Regions from separate parts of the Arabidopsis thaliana genome. Here region 1 is linked to region 2. The links are chromatin contacts, called in public targeted proximity ligation maps. All regions are on one chromosome and are shown on one strand. The core of a region is the stretch at or near the end of the contact, and the rest is flanking DNA. Distances in the headings are between cores, read along the strand shown. Region 1 holds the start of CA1 (carbonic anhydrase 1). Region 2 holds the start of CFM2 (CRM family member 2).

Region 1 (6,735 bases), core at 3,246-5,745, 60 kb after region 2:
TTTAATTGCCACAATAAAGAATTGCAAACTTGGGCCTAGGCCCATAATGTGTAGGCGGACAAATTTAAACAGCAACATACACAGACAAATTTCAGATGTTTATATTTTATATGACCAAAAAACTACGAAGCTACAAATCTACAGTTTCACTATCCGCATCCGGATCTGTTAGACTGGGATATCCGGGTTCCGGGTACCAGAATTCGACAGTTTTAAGGATTTGGGTATCGAACCCAGAAATTAAAAGATCCAGAGTTCTAGGGTTTGTGAGATATCGAGAAGAGATCGAAATGATTTTGTGACCTTCAAAGAATGATTTTGTGTTTGTGTCGGCAAGTGATAATTAATTGGGCTTGGGTATCAAAAATATTTGGTTTGTTAAATATATGGGCTTTTAGCTAAATGGGTTTCCAAGCCTTTTTATTTCATGTAGTTAATGGTACCGGATCCGGATATCCGGGTTCATTTTTTTCATTATCCGGATCCGCCCGTCCCGGATATCCTTATTTACGATTCAATGATTTTTTTTTGATTTTTTTTTTTTTAGTTTTTATTCAAATTTCTGTCCCCCAAGATTTTAATTCTGTAAAATCAAAAACCAGTTTCATCAAGATCTGCATGTAAACAACAACTTGGTGTTATTGAATTGACAATGTGAAATCGGGTAAGGCTTCAAAGAGTTTCCTACAGCTTCCAATGTAGTATGGTAGCCACATCTTTAACCTACCAAACAACATAGAAAATAAAATCAAACCATAAATACAACCGATTTGATACACAAATAATAAAGACAATTGTTCATAATTAAACCACGAAAGATCTATATCATCTGCTTTTCCTTTTTGTTTTATATATATGAAGAAAGTTGGTAGAGAGGGAGAGATAACTCATCACAGTCAAAGGCACATTACAAATTACATATGGGGTAGATATATATTATATACGATGATAATAATGATGATGATGATGGATGGTCATGATGATGATGATGATGATGGATTGGTTCATACAGAGCTAGTTTCGGAGAGGCCAAATTCAAGTCCCCAAAGCTCAAAAGCACCCTTGACGAAGTCATAGTAGCCTCCCTTCAAAGCAAGTGTTCCCTTCACAAGTCCTTCTCTCACAAATGGATATGTCAATAGGTTTGCTAGTGAAACATTCACCGCCTCCTGCATTTATCAATACATTTATATTGTTATATATGATCAGCTCATCGATCTAACATGTGTTTGTATACCCTTTCACATCGGCCACATTGATCTTCAAAGGCTGAATCTCCAAGTTCTGATATAACCTTTGACTTGGCTGGTAAACAGATTTTGACCCAGTCCTCTATGAAGTCACTGCAATTAACGTATATATTTTTTACTAATCTCATTTAATAAATCCTGTTATTAAAATTGATTAAATTTTAATAAAATGGATATAGAGATATTTTACGTGGAGTTGTTTCCATCTAAGGGGAAAGACATAAGCCCTTTGATCCCACCACATGCACTGTGTCCTATCACCACAATGTTCTCCACCTACAGTAATAAATTCATTCAAAAATTAATTACATGTACTTTGATAAATAATTTTTTTTGGTTAAGGTGTTAATTATTTTATTTTATTTTCACCTTAAGGTGTAAGACCGCGTATTCAATGGCTGCTCCAACGCCACCGTATTTGACCTGCCAATTTAGCAACCCAAAAATGAAAATAGAAAGTGAATGTCACGACTTCTCAAGACAAAAGTCAAGACTCAAGAGGCAGAAGGTTTAAGATAGAAGAGTTTATATCTATAGAGAGACAGACGTGTTAAATTATTAACCTTGTCGAAAGGAGGAACCATGTTGGCTATGTTACGGACCACGAAGGCATCTCCTGGCTGAAAGTCCAGAACGTGTGATGGACACACACGTGAGTCTGAACAAGCAAACACCATGTACTGCACCACCATTCACACACCTTTGTTAATTACTTTTTCTTAATGTTTCATTTTTAATTTATAAGCAACCATGATATACACATAGTATTAGTTTTATTTTTAATTTACCTTAGGACTTTGACCCTTTGCGAGCTCACCGTACAAAGCAGGGTTGGTTCTGCAAATAAAAGTATAAATATGAACCAGTTAATTAATCTAGACCACTTTAGTTGGTGACATAATTAAGAACAAACAAATGAAATAGAAATATATATTACTCGTATTTCTCCTTCTTGAATTTGATGAAGCCCTGCTTAATGGTTTCGACGGGGTCGAAAGCTTTCTTGTCGGATGAAGTACCTGTCTGAAGAGCCGCTGTGATCTGCTCCACCTTTGCCGCTGCAACCGTCTTTAGCTCTTCCTTCTCGCTGCCATATGTTTATATACATTTATAGTTAAATCACAAAAATTATGAATTAAGTAGTATTGAAAAATCCCGTTACTAATTTATAATAATGTTTTAGCTTTTATTAATCTAATCATGTATTAATGTATGCATGCGAATAGAAAAGATGTATATACTTACATGAGAAGCTTCTTGAGAGCTTCAATAGCCTCGTCGTATGCTTCGGTTCCCATCTCTTCACTCTGCAAGTTGGTTGACCAAATAAAATTAGAAGAAAATGAGTACTAGTATATTTTATTGTCGTGAACGTAATTAAGTAGAGAGCGAGTCATGACGTGTTTTAAATGTTGAAACTACAATCAACCTGTTCAGAACTTCATTATACGATAAAGTACAATTTTATAGTCTTTTATATTATGATTTTATTTTCGCTAGTAGGAACCAAATCGGTAGGTTGAATGAATAAATATAGATGGCGACTTAATCACCACTATGCTCCACACGCTCTCATATGGTACATGTGCATACACACACGTCTCAGTTTCATGAATCGTTTTTGTTGAAGCTACTACTAGCAACTTTTCTTTTATCACGTGGATCCTACGTACGTTCTAACTCTCAAAATTTCAAAAATGTCGGATCTTGGGTAGGAATGAGACAACGCTTTTAATATTTCGAGGTGATTTGTTTTTAACTTCACTAGATGTCGAAGCAAGTAGTTTGAAGATCTGTATAGAATAAGGATTGAAAATGAACTCTTCCCTTGCTTGTGATTCACTAATTAAGCAACTTTAGTTTGATTCTTGTTAATTTGGGTAATTCTTTCAGTACCACGCTAAAGACCAAAAGTCAAACACGGATGATAATAGTAAGGATAATATAAGGAAATACCAAGGGAAAAAAAAACTGAAATGTGAAACACATGTGACAGTTTCCAAGATTTGTGGAAGTTTCGTAAGCTAGTTTCTATAGAAGATTTTTGTTCCTATCACTAAAATGGCAATTGCAGAATCTATATAATAATTTCGTAAAATCTTTACAAATTTTAAAATTCTGTAACTTTAGTTTGCTATCTATGTAATGTACCCCTATTATACGTAAACAGCAATGTAAGTTATGTAAGAAATAATGTAGGTTAAGAAACAGTGATGAATGTAAAAATGTATACCCAATAAGGGGCAATGATAGGAGCAGGAGCGGCAAAAACTGGCTCGTTACGGATAAGCGTTGGAACGGAACGGGAAGACGAGGAGGAGGAAGATGAGGAAGAAGAAGAGGCGGGTGGGAGGCAAGCGACGGTGGAAGAAGTACGAAGAGAGAGTTTCTGGAGAGAAGATTGAGAAGGAGAAAGTGAAGTGAGAAAGAAGCCGGAGAGAGGAGCGGTCGACATTTGTTGGCGAAGAGAAGCGGAGATCAGAGAGAGTGAGATATGTGTATTTATAGTTAGAACTAAGACTCTTATGGAAGCTACTATATACTTAAGTGAATAATGGGATTGGTTGAAAGATTTGGGAGTTTAAAAGAACGGAGTCTCATGGTCATGGTGAGGTTGTGGGAACGAGGATAACGAAAGCGATAGCTGCGGTGAATAACAAACTTTCTTCTTTTCTTGTGGATGAGGAATATTAGCTCAAGATTTCAAAACTTTTACGTGCTCTTTTCTTCTTTCAATTCTTTTTTTTATAAAAAAATAAAAGGTCTCAGAAAGGTTTAGAGGATAAGGTCCCTTATCATGAAAACAAGGATCAGCCTCTTTCACTTACCCTCTCAGGCTCTCATCTTAAATAATCACCACCCACTTTAGATGTTAGGCCATTTGTTTGTGGTATACATATAGAAAGATCCATACTTCTCTAGGCTCTCTCTAGACCAGAGATTGCTATTGTATACACAATCTAGAAGATGCAAAGGATTAACATCGATCATGGACTGTTCTACTCTACGAAACAACAGACTCAGTGAAAACTCTTAGCATGAAAATGAAGAGGAAATAAAAAAAATAGAGAAGAAGGGTCTCTCCTCTCAGACCTTCCATGGCCATAAATCATCATATAGGCAACATTAGATAACAGAGTTTCTATTTTCTTCAACATGTTAGGAGAGAGCGAGAGAGAGAGAGAAAATGAAGAAGAAATACAGAGACCAGTAACGCATTAGGGTTGGTTTTGGGACTTATATGTAAAGTGGGCAACGGCGAAACTATGTCGACATTTTTTCATGCAAACACACAACATAATGTCAACATTCTCTTGTCATAGAGTGCGCGAATGTGGCAATGTTGTTCACAACGATATTAGGGTTAAGTACCTCGAGGAATGGATAGAGACAGAAGAATGGATGTAACATTTTAACTTATGCCAAAACAAAACTTCTACGACTTTGGGCATAGTCTTATTGGACAAACTGAGAATGCGATACACCGAGCTGCTTTCGCCAGCCTAAATCTTTCGCTCTCTGTTAACACTCTCTCGATCACCTTTATGATATTTGCATCCTGCAAAACATTGTACAAGTTGCTTCAGGTTTATGTCTTGAACCAATCAGGCAAATATAACGTGGAACATCTTATTCAAGCTTTTCCTATTGTATGAAGAAGAGACTACTGCATAGTAGGAGTAACCTTTCTTGGTTGTTGAATTGTAGGCCTGACGTTAGCAACATCACCAACTACAATTATATTGTTCGTGTTTCCTCGGTCATCTCTTTCCGTTGGTGAAGTTGCTGAATGCCTCCAATCACCGTTGATTATGTACTTGTAGTAGTATCTGCCACATTGTCAATAATCACCAAGTTATATGACACAAATGCATTTTCATAAGTTTCTTTGCAGTTTGCAATCCCTCAAAAGTCACAATTAACATGCAGGGAAGATTATGAGACGTTTTACTGTTGAACCTTAAAAAAAGCATCAACGGGAAAGGTAAAAGAAGCATGACTTACTTTCCCTGTGTAAGTCTAACTTCAGTTTCAAAACGTGGACCGCCTTTGTGCGTTGCTTTTATCGGTTCTTTCCAATTTCCTGTGAAATCCCCAACCAACAATACCTCCTCCCCCTGTAAACCAAGGTGTAACTTAAAACACAGAGGCTAGTTGCTCAACCCTACAGATCACGAGTTCCATAAAGAATTGCAGCAAAGTAATAAAAGCATGTGAAGCAACAGTCACCTCATGTCCATTCCACACAAAGGTTACAGAGTGTGTTGGAGTCCCATCATGTTTGCCATCGTCCACCATAGCGATAAGATCCCATGTTGCCCAAGCAATTGCAGGTCTGTGAAAAAATACATATAACTTGTCTGATGTTTTCATTAAAACAGAAAAGCTATCCATGGTCTGCAGGTTAATGGTCAAGACAGAGATAAGATGGATAAAAACCTGTCAGGTTTGCAAGCGTGCAATCCAGTAACGAAACTATAAGCAGCATGAAGAGAGGTATCAGTCATCCAGTGCAGATAAGCAATCACACAAGCGGATGACCGGTCAAAACCAGTGGTACAAGTTACAAAGACACGATGGTTCTTTTTCAGTAACCGTAGTAAGAGCCCAACACAAAGTGGTAGCTTCTTCCTAAGATCAAAGGAATCTGCATCCCTGGCACCAAAATATCAAAACTGATTAGAGCGGTAGGAAATGAAAGCATGAACGCACATAATGTGCCTCAAGGCGATATGACTTTGCATACTTTATAGGGTAGTTGATCATTAAGACTTCAGATTTCTGGCATGCATCATTGATACTTTGTGAATCGATCCCCCAGTTTTGAGCTTCAGTTCCACCTTGGAAATTTAGTATGGCAGTAATTCCCTGTAGAAAGAAAAGTATGGCCAGTTAAAACCATACTTTCAATTCTATCATTTGCATACCATAGGTAGGTAATATAAGTCATATAAAAGACTCACAGCTTCCGACAAGTTTTCCACATCCTCTTCTGTTTGTATGCAAGAGCCAACATATATTTGCTCTGTAATCTGAAAAAAGGCAACAAGAGAAGAATGGTGTTTGAGAGATTGAAGAGACAGAGAGAATCATGAAACAAGAGTAATCGGGAAAAAGAGACAAATTTCAGACCTTACTGTAGCGCATTCCAAGAGCATGGTTATAAGAAAGCTCTCCTTTAGAACGGTCAAGGGCTTTGATGTATTCCTCTAAAGGGAAATTCCCATAACCCCATTCCCCATCTCCAGGAACATCTTCTGAAAAGACAGAGACCAGTGGACTGATAGGTGGAGAAAGAATGTTCTTCTTAGTCCCTGACTGAAAGGAATTGCTCTGTCTATTCAAAAGTTTCCATCCCTGAGGAGTAAAGAATTTGGAGGAAAACGCAGCATAGCCAGAGTTACCACTGCCTTGTGATGATGCTCTGAGATTCGATGATAAGAGGTTTTTGTTCCAAGTAACAAAAGACACACGCCCTCTGTTA
Region 2 (6,654 bases), core at 1,150-3,649:
GAAGACATTGAGACTCCTTCAACAACCTCCAAAGGATTGGAAGATGACGAGAGCTCGAAAACGGTTTTCTCTGGAATTGATAATGTTAAGTTAGTGATTCGCCTTTTCCCCATATGGATGATGCTTCTCATGTTCGCGGTTATCTTCCAGCTACCAGCAACCTTTTTCACCAAACAAGGTGTGACTATGAAGAGAAACATTGGGTCCAACTTCAAAATCCCACCTGCAACCCTGCAAAGCACGATCACATTATCAATCATCCTGCTTATGCCATTATATGATAAGATTTTGATACCTATTACCAAGAGAATCAAGAAAAACGGTACAGGTATCTCTGTGATGGAGAGAATGGGAGTCGGAATGTTTCTATCCATCATTGCCATTGTTATTGCGGCAATAGTCGAAAGGAAAAGACTAGCCATAAGCCAAAAGATGAAGACTTTACCTGATTATGATCCAGAAACCGTCCCACTGAGCATCTTCTGGCTGCTGCCTCAGTACATCCTCTTGGGAATCTCAGATATATTCACAGTCGTTGGGATGCAAGAGTTTTTCTACAGTGAGGTTCCTGTAAGAATGAGAACAATGGGATTTGCTCTCTACACAAGTGTTTTTGGTGTTGGAAGCTTTGTGAGCGCCGCACTGATCTCAATTGTCGAGGCTTACTCGAGCTCAACAGGTGACCGACAAAACTGGTTTGCAGATGATATGTCGGAAGCTCGGCTTGACAAATACTACTGGCTTCTTGCTCTTACAAGTACAATAAGCTTTGTAGTCTACATATTTCTATGCAAGTTTTTCAAGAGTAGCAGTGATCAAGGCGATGAAAAAGAAGAAGCCCCTAAATGAAAGAAGAAAAACTTTGATTCCTTTGACACAGTCGACTTAGATAACCGTTTGCCATAAGATTCCACGAATGATCTAACTGTAGTAGTAGCTTTAGAACTAACTAGCAAACCAAAAGAGATAGACAACTGTAAGATTTTTATTCATAAGAAACAGTATCTTATAATATCAAATGCAAAAGATTCAACATTATTATTATCTCGTGTGTTTGATTACATATCATCATTAATCCTCCCATTGACCAACAACATTTCTAAAATGGACAGATTCAAAACAGACAAAAAAAAAAAAGTCTGAAACTTTGATTTATACCTTTAATCATGTGAGCTGTTTCCATTGAGACCAACTTCTTTAGCTACGTTGCTCTCTTCTCGAACCTCGTCTTCTTCATCAGAGTCAAGTGTGAAAGTACTTAAATTCTCCAACTCAGCTCCGAGAGGTCGATATTTAGAATGATCTTGACGGAGATAACCATTCTTGTTAGCAATGACAGAGAACAAACCAGTAGCCACAACTACCATTAGAGCCAAATGACAGTTAAATTGAAGAGTAGCTATAGCTTTTGCTCGGTGATAATCACCGTGTCCTTTGCACTTGATCGTGAAATTGCCTCTGCTCTTCTCGTGAAACGTACAGTTATTAGTGATCAAACCGGTAAAAAACGATACACCCATTTGCAGAAACCATGTTCCTTGCAGAATCAGACCGATCCCACGACCTAATTTCGCAAACCGATGCGTGCTAGAGTCGGATTTGAGCTCAAAAACCGTGGAGAAGACGCAGATGGCAATGGGCACGAGCATGAGATCGTAATAACGATTCTCGATTCCAGAAACATCTTTCTTTTGCAGGTAGAACATTAAGAACTCCTCAATGAAGCCAAAGAGAAGCAATAAAGTTGTAATCGAAGACGGAAGTGCAACAAAGACAGCGTTTTTGGAGTTGACCAGATATGTTAGAATGGCGTAATATAGGAATAGTACTGCCACTGCCACGATCTGTAACTGGATCATTGACCCGACCCGATCGCGAGATCCGATTGAGCTGAAGAAGGAGAAAAACGAGTTCGCAATAAACAGAGACGAAAGCAAAGCTACGGGGATGGAAGATGATCCAACAGATTTTGGCGGCGAAGCTCTGATCTGAGCCATAGGGGAAGATGAATCAGCAGTACCAGAAGATGAATTCGGATCCAGGTTCGATGAGTCCAGTGACTCCCACGCGCCGATTACTGCAAATCCACCGCCGGCGACGGCGTAACTTAATATACCCATGACTCCAATCTTCACAATCTCTGCGAATCAGGTTATACTTCTTTCGAGGAAATTTGGATTTTTCCGCCATTAAAGCTTAACAGAATCGAGCTTCTGATCTGATAAACCGGAAAGATCCGACCCGACCCGAATAACCCAAAATGGGATAGGCTAGTAGCCCAATAACTCAATATGGGCCTACTGGGGTCTTCAAATAGTTCATGTTTAAATATTCTAACCATCACGTGACAATCATGTGACCTCTATGGATATGCTGCTGCTGCATATAGCTCCGCTTGCGTAATCCAGTTTGCTTGGAGAAATGTTGCTTCCACTGTTTCACCAGCAACCATTGATACTTGCCAAAACCTTTCCCGATCGAATTTTCCCGCCATTCCTTGTTCCCAACACCCTAGTTTCGCGACGCAATGTCAGTCGAGCGAACTCCGGCATCTTCTGTAGTTCTGCTTCCGGTCGAAAGACTCTTCCCCAATCGGCTATCCAGAGAATCGCTGAGAAGCTTCGTAGCCTTGGATTCGTGGAAGAGAAGCATGATTCACCGACTAGGAGAATCACGGGAGAAGAATCTGGTAAGAATTCCCCAGGAGAGATATTCGTTCCGTTGCCTAAGCAGCTTCCGATTCACCGGGTCGGGCACACGATTGACACAAGCTGGAGCACGCCTAGTTACCCGGTTCCGAAGCCCGGGTCGGGTACTGCCATTTCAAGGTACCATGAGTTGAAGAGAGTGTGGAAGAAGGAAACGGAGATGGAGAGGAAGAAGGAGGAGAAGGTTCCGTCGTTGGCGGAATTGACATTGCCGCCGGCGGAGCTGAGGCGGTTGAGGACGGTGGGGATTAGGTTGACGAAGAAGCTGAAGATTGGCAAGGCTGGGATTACGGAAGGGATTGTGAATGGGATTCACGAGAGATGGAGGACGACGGAGGTTGTGAAGATTTTCTGCGAAGATATTTCCAGAATGAACATGAAACGGACCCATGACGTCTTGGAGGTTTGTTTGCCTCTCTACTTTTGATTTCATGATAGGGATTTGATAGTAACATTTGACTCTCAATGAAAGATCTATGAACATGTCAACAAATGGCACAGACGGAAATTCATACTTGTCCTGGTTGATTTTACAGACAAAAACTGGAGGCTTAGTCATTTGGAGGTCTGGAAGCAAAATATTGTTGTATAGAGGGGTAAATTATCAGTACCCTTATTTTGTATCTGATCGGGATTTGGCACATGAAGCTGCTTCAGGAGCATCATCTATGGATCAAGGAGTGGTTGATAGTAGAGAGAAACAGAGTATTGCAGAATCTTCTGCCCCGAGTATTACTAATAAAATGGTTAAACCGATGTTGACGCAAGGCGTTGGTTCTCCGGATAAGGTTAGGTTTCAATTACCCGGGGAAGTACAGCTTGTAGAAGAAGCAGACCGTTTGTTGGAAGGATTGGGTCCAAGATTTACTGACTGGTGGGCATATGATCCCCTTCCCGTAGATGGTGATCTTCTGCCAGCCGTAGTACCTGACTACAGGAGACCATTTCGCCTTCTTCCATATGGCGTCAGTCCAAAACTAACTGATGATGAAATGACCACAATAAGGAGACTTGGTAGACCACTCCCTTGTCATTTTGCTTTAGGTAAGCTTGGTTTCACCTGATTTTAGCTTCATTTAGACACGAAAAGATTGTTAACTTATTCTGGCTTACCTTTTCGAGACTTCCAGGTAGGAATAGAAATTTGCAGGGACTAGCTGTTGCAATTGTCAAGCTTTGGGAGAAATGTGAGCTTGCCAAGATAGCAGTGAAGAGAGGAGTTCAGAACACTAATAGTGAGCTGATGGCCGAAGAGTTAAAGGTTGTTGGTTTACTTCTAGTGATCAAAGTATCAAACTATTTGTGGCTCTGTTTGCGAACAATAGAAAATTATGCCCTTCGGAGTCCCATATAACTAAAGAGATCTATTGATGAGCGAAAATATATGTATGTTGCAGTGGTTGACTGGAGGGACTCTGATATCTCGGGATAAAGATTTCATTGTCCTGTACAGAGGAAAGGATTTCCTCCCATCTGCAGTTTCTTCTGCAATAGAAGAGAGGAGAAGGCAAACAATGATAATGGAGAATTCTAGTGTGCATGGTAATAAGCTGACTGAAAACGAAGAGGAAATAAAACCTCGGGCTGTTAAAGAGGATATTGAACTAGAAGCTAAGGATCAGAAGGATCATATACAAACCCATCAGATGAAATCAAGACAGCGAAATTCTCCTGAGGCAATCCTTGAAAAAACTAGTATGAAGTTGTCCATGGTATGCCCTAACAGACAATTTATACTTGAATCCATTGGGTTTGCGAGACCTTTTTTAGTTCTGAACGGTTAGTTTTTGTCTTTAGGCGTTGGAAAAGAAAGCAAATGCAGAAAAAGTCCTGGCGGATCTGGAGAATAGAGAGAGTCCTCAACTTTCTGATATTGACAAGGAGGGTATTACTAATGATGAAAAGTACATGCTCCGGAAAATTGGCTTGAAAATGAAGCCTTTCCTTTTACTAGGTAGGTCATTGTTTTTCCTCTTTTTCCAATTGAAAGCAGTCTGTTCCCGTCTTTCATGTAAATACTCGTGGTAAATGAGTAGTAACTGTCATGGACTCATCTCTTTGACATGGTTTATGTAAACTTCCTGTTCTGACGTATCTTGTTGTGTTCTCAAGGTAGAAGAGGCGTCTTTGATGGAACAATAGAGAACATGCATCTTCACTGGAAGTATAGGGAACTTGTGAAGATCATTTGTAATGAATATAGCATTGAAGCTGCTCACAAAGTAGCAGAAATCTTGGAAGCAGAAAGTGGTGGCATACTAGTTGCTGTGGAGATGGTTAGTAAGGGCTATGCAATCATTGTGTATCGTGGAAAGAATTATGAGCGGCCTCAATGTCTACGACCTCAAACACTTCTCAGTAAGAGAGAGGCGCTGAAGCGGTCTGTGGAGGCACAACGTCGAAAGGTAAAGAACCAATCATAACAAATCCATGACATGACAATATTGTCCTGTAAATAATATCTTATCTGGAAACTTCAAATTACTTTTATGACTTCCTCGCTTGCATGTTGAATTAATTTTCTGCTCAAATTAATGCAGTCATTGAAGCTACATGTGCTGAAACTTTCCAACAATATCGAAGAATTGAACCGTCAATTGGTAAGTCATATGTGTGGCTCAGCTTGATTTTCTTAAACAGTCCTTGAAGAGACGTAACATTTGAATGCTGCTGGTTGGGGGCAGGTCGAGGACAGCGCAACCAATGAAACTTGGTCAGATGGGGAATCAAGTAACATGATGGTAAATTATTTACAGTTTCAGTAAACACATGCCAATTCTTGATGCTACACCTATGCTTCTATGAGTTTCTCAATTCTCCTTATTTCTTATGTAGGTCGAAGAAGAAACAGAAAATCAGCATACTGAACCTGAGAAAGCAAGAGAAAAAATTGAACTTGGCTATTCATCTGACTTATCAGTTCCTTCCTCTGGTGAAGAAAACTGGGAGGTGAGATTGTGAGCTCCTCCTCTAAGTTTCTTGCAAATGGCTCCTATTAATATATTCTCTGGATTACTAAAATGTGAACCCGAATTCTGAGACTGCGTTGGTGAATATATTTGAAGGATGACAGCGAAGGTGAAGTAGACCCATTAACTACGAGCAGTCAGGAGTATCAAGAAGATGAATCTGAATCTGCCTCGTCTCAGAGACACGAGGGTAACTCTCTCGATTCAACTGCAAATCTGTCTGTGTTTGCGGAAACCGGTTCCGCCAATGCTTCTTCATTTCATGATAGATCACTGGTAATGTCTAAAAACCTCTTCTCTTTCCTCGTTGGCCCTATGCGTAGCTTTATTTAATTAACTACCCTTTTTGTGAAAAAATTTAGCCGCACAACAGCTTCCTGAATGCCAATCGAAAGTTACCAGGATCATCAACTGGAAGTGGCTCACAAATCTCAGCTCTGAGAGAGAGGAAAAGCGAAAATGATGGGTTGGTCACAGATCTGTCCAATAGAGAAAGGCTCATTCTGAGAAAACAAGCCCTTAAGATGAAAAAGCGACCACCCTTTGCAGTAGGTGAGTTTTGCTATCTTCTATACTCTTTGCTGCTAAGAAACCACCTGATTCATATCTCAAATATAATACTTTCAAACTTTTTACCCGATAAAGCTCATTACATAACCTCAAAGCCTTTTGGGTTTCACATGTAGGTAGACTCACTTGGAACCTTATAGTTCCTTATATGGAGAATGACTTCACAATTTTCCAATTTTCAATTTTGTAGGAAGAAGCAACGTTGTTACAGGTTTAGCAAGAACACTGAAGATGCATTTTCAGAAAAACCCTCTAGCAATCGTAAACGTCAAAGGAAGAGCAAATGGAACATCTGTGCAAGAAGTCATCGCAAAGCTAAAGGTCACTACAACTTAAAAACCATCCACTAGTTAGTTCTTGATGATCCTTTCGGGCTTCGTTTAACAAGTGGTTTGTGTTGATTATGC

Evidence for each region.
Region 1: a targeted proximity ligation map of shoot shows a contact between it and region 2, with 10 read pairs. A contact is called at or near these places in 4 of 26 Hi-C or Micro-C datasets (callus, root, rosette leaf and 1 more) and 1 of 2 datasets of targeted methods (shoot).

The regions. Positions count from the first base shown.
Region 1 is chr3:194,169-200,903 of TAIR10.1, forward strand. It overlaps CA1 (carbonic anhydrase 1), which reads right to left and starts at 4,496. Exons shown (of 9, transcript NM_180160.4): 1 at 3,484-4,496; 2 at 2,496-2,557; 3 at 2,188-2,337; 4 at 2,039-2,087; 5 at 1,814-1,930; 6 at 1,620-1,673; 7 at 1,441-1,526; 8 at 1,238-1,343; 9 at 556-1,169. The coding sequence starts at 3,705. The coding sequence ends at 1,005. It overlaps LSF1, which reads right to left. Exons shown (of 10, transcript NM_111017.3): 3 at 6,384-6,735; 4 at 6,215-6,283; 5 at 5,998-6,119; 6 at 5,691-5,906; 7 at 5,481-5,586; 8 at 5,256-5,368; 9 at 4,936-5,080; 10 at 4,154-4,809. The coding sequence ends at 4,687.
Region 2 is chr3:136,612-143,265 of TAIR10.1, forward strand. CFM2 (CRM family member 2) reads left to right here and starts at 2,400. Exons shown (of 13, transcript NM_111003.5): 1 at 2,400-3,111; 2 at 3,245-3,752; 3 at 3,839-3,969; 4 at 4,106-4,420; 5 at 4,506-4,662; 6 at 4,821-5,113; 7 at 5,249-5,308; 8 at 5,393-5,449; 9 at 5,544-5,657; 10 at 5,774-5,953; 11 at 6,040-6,229; 12 at 6,438-6,568. The coding sequence starts at 2,422. AT3G01360 (plant viral-response family protein (DUF716)) reads right to left here and starts at 2,120. Exons shown (of 3, transcript NM_111002.2): 1 at 1,159-2,120; 2 at 446-949; 3 at 1-231. The coding sequence starts at 2,120. The coding sequence ends at 1,161. It overlaps AT3G01350 (Major facilitator superfamily protein), which reads left to right. Exons shown (of 4, transcript NM_111001.2): 4 at 1-849. The coding sequence ends at 849. It also overlaps AT3G01005.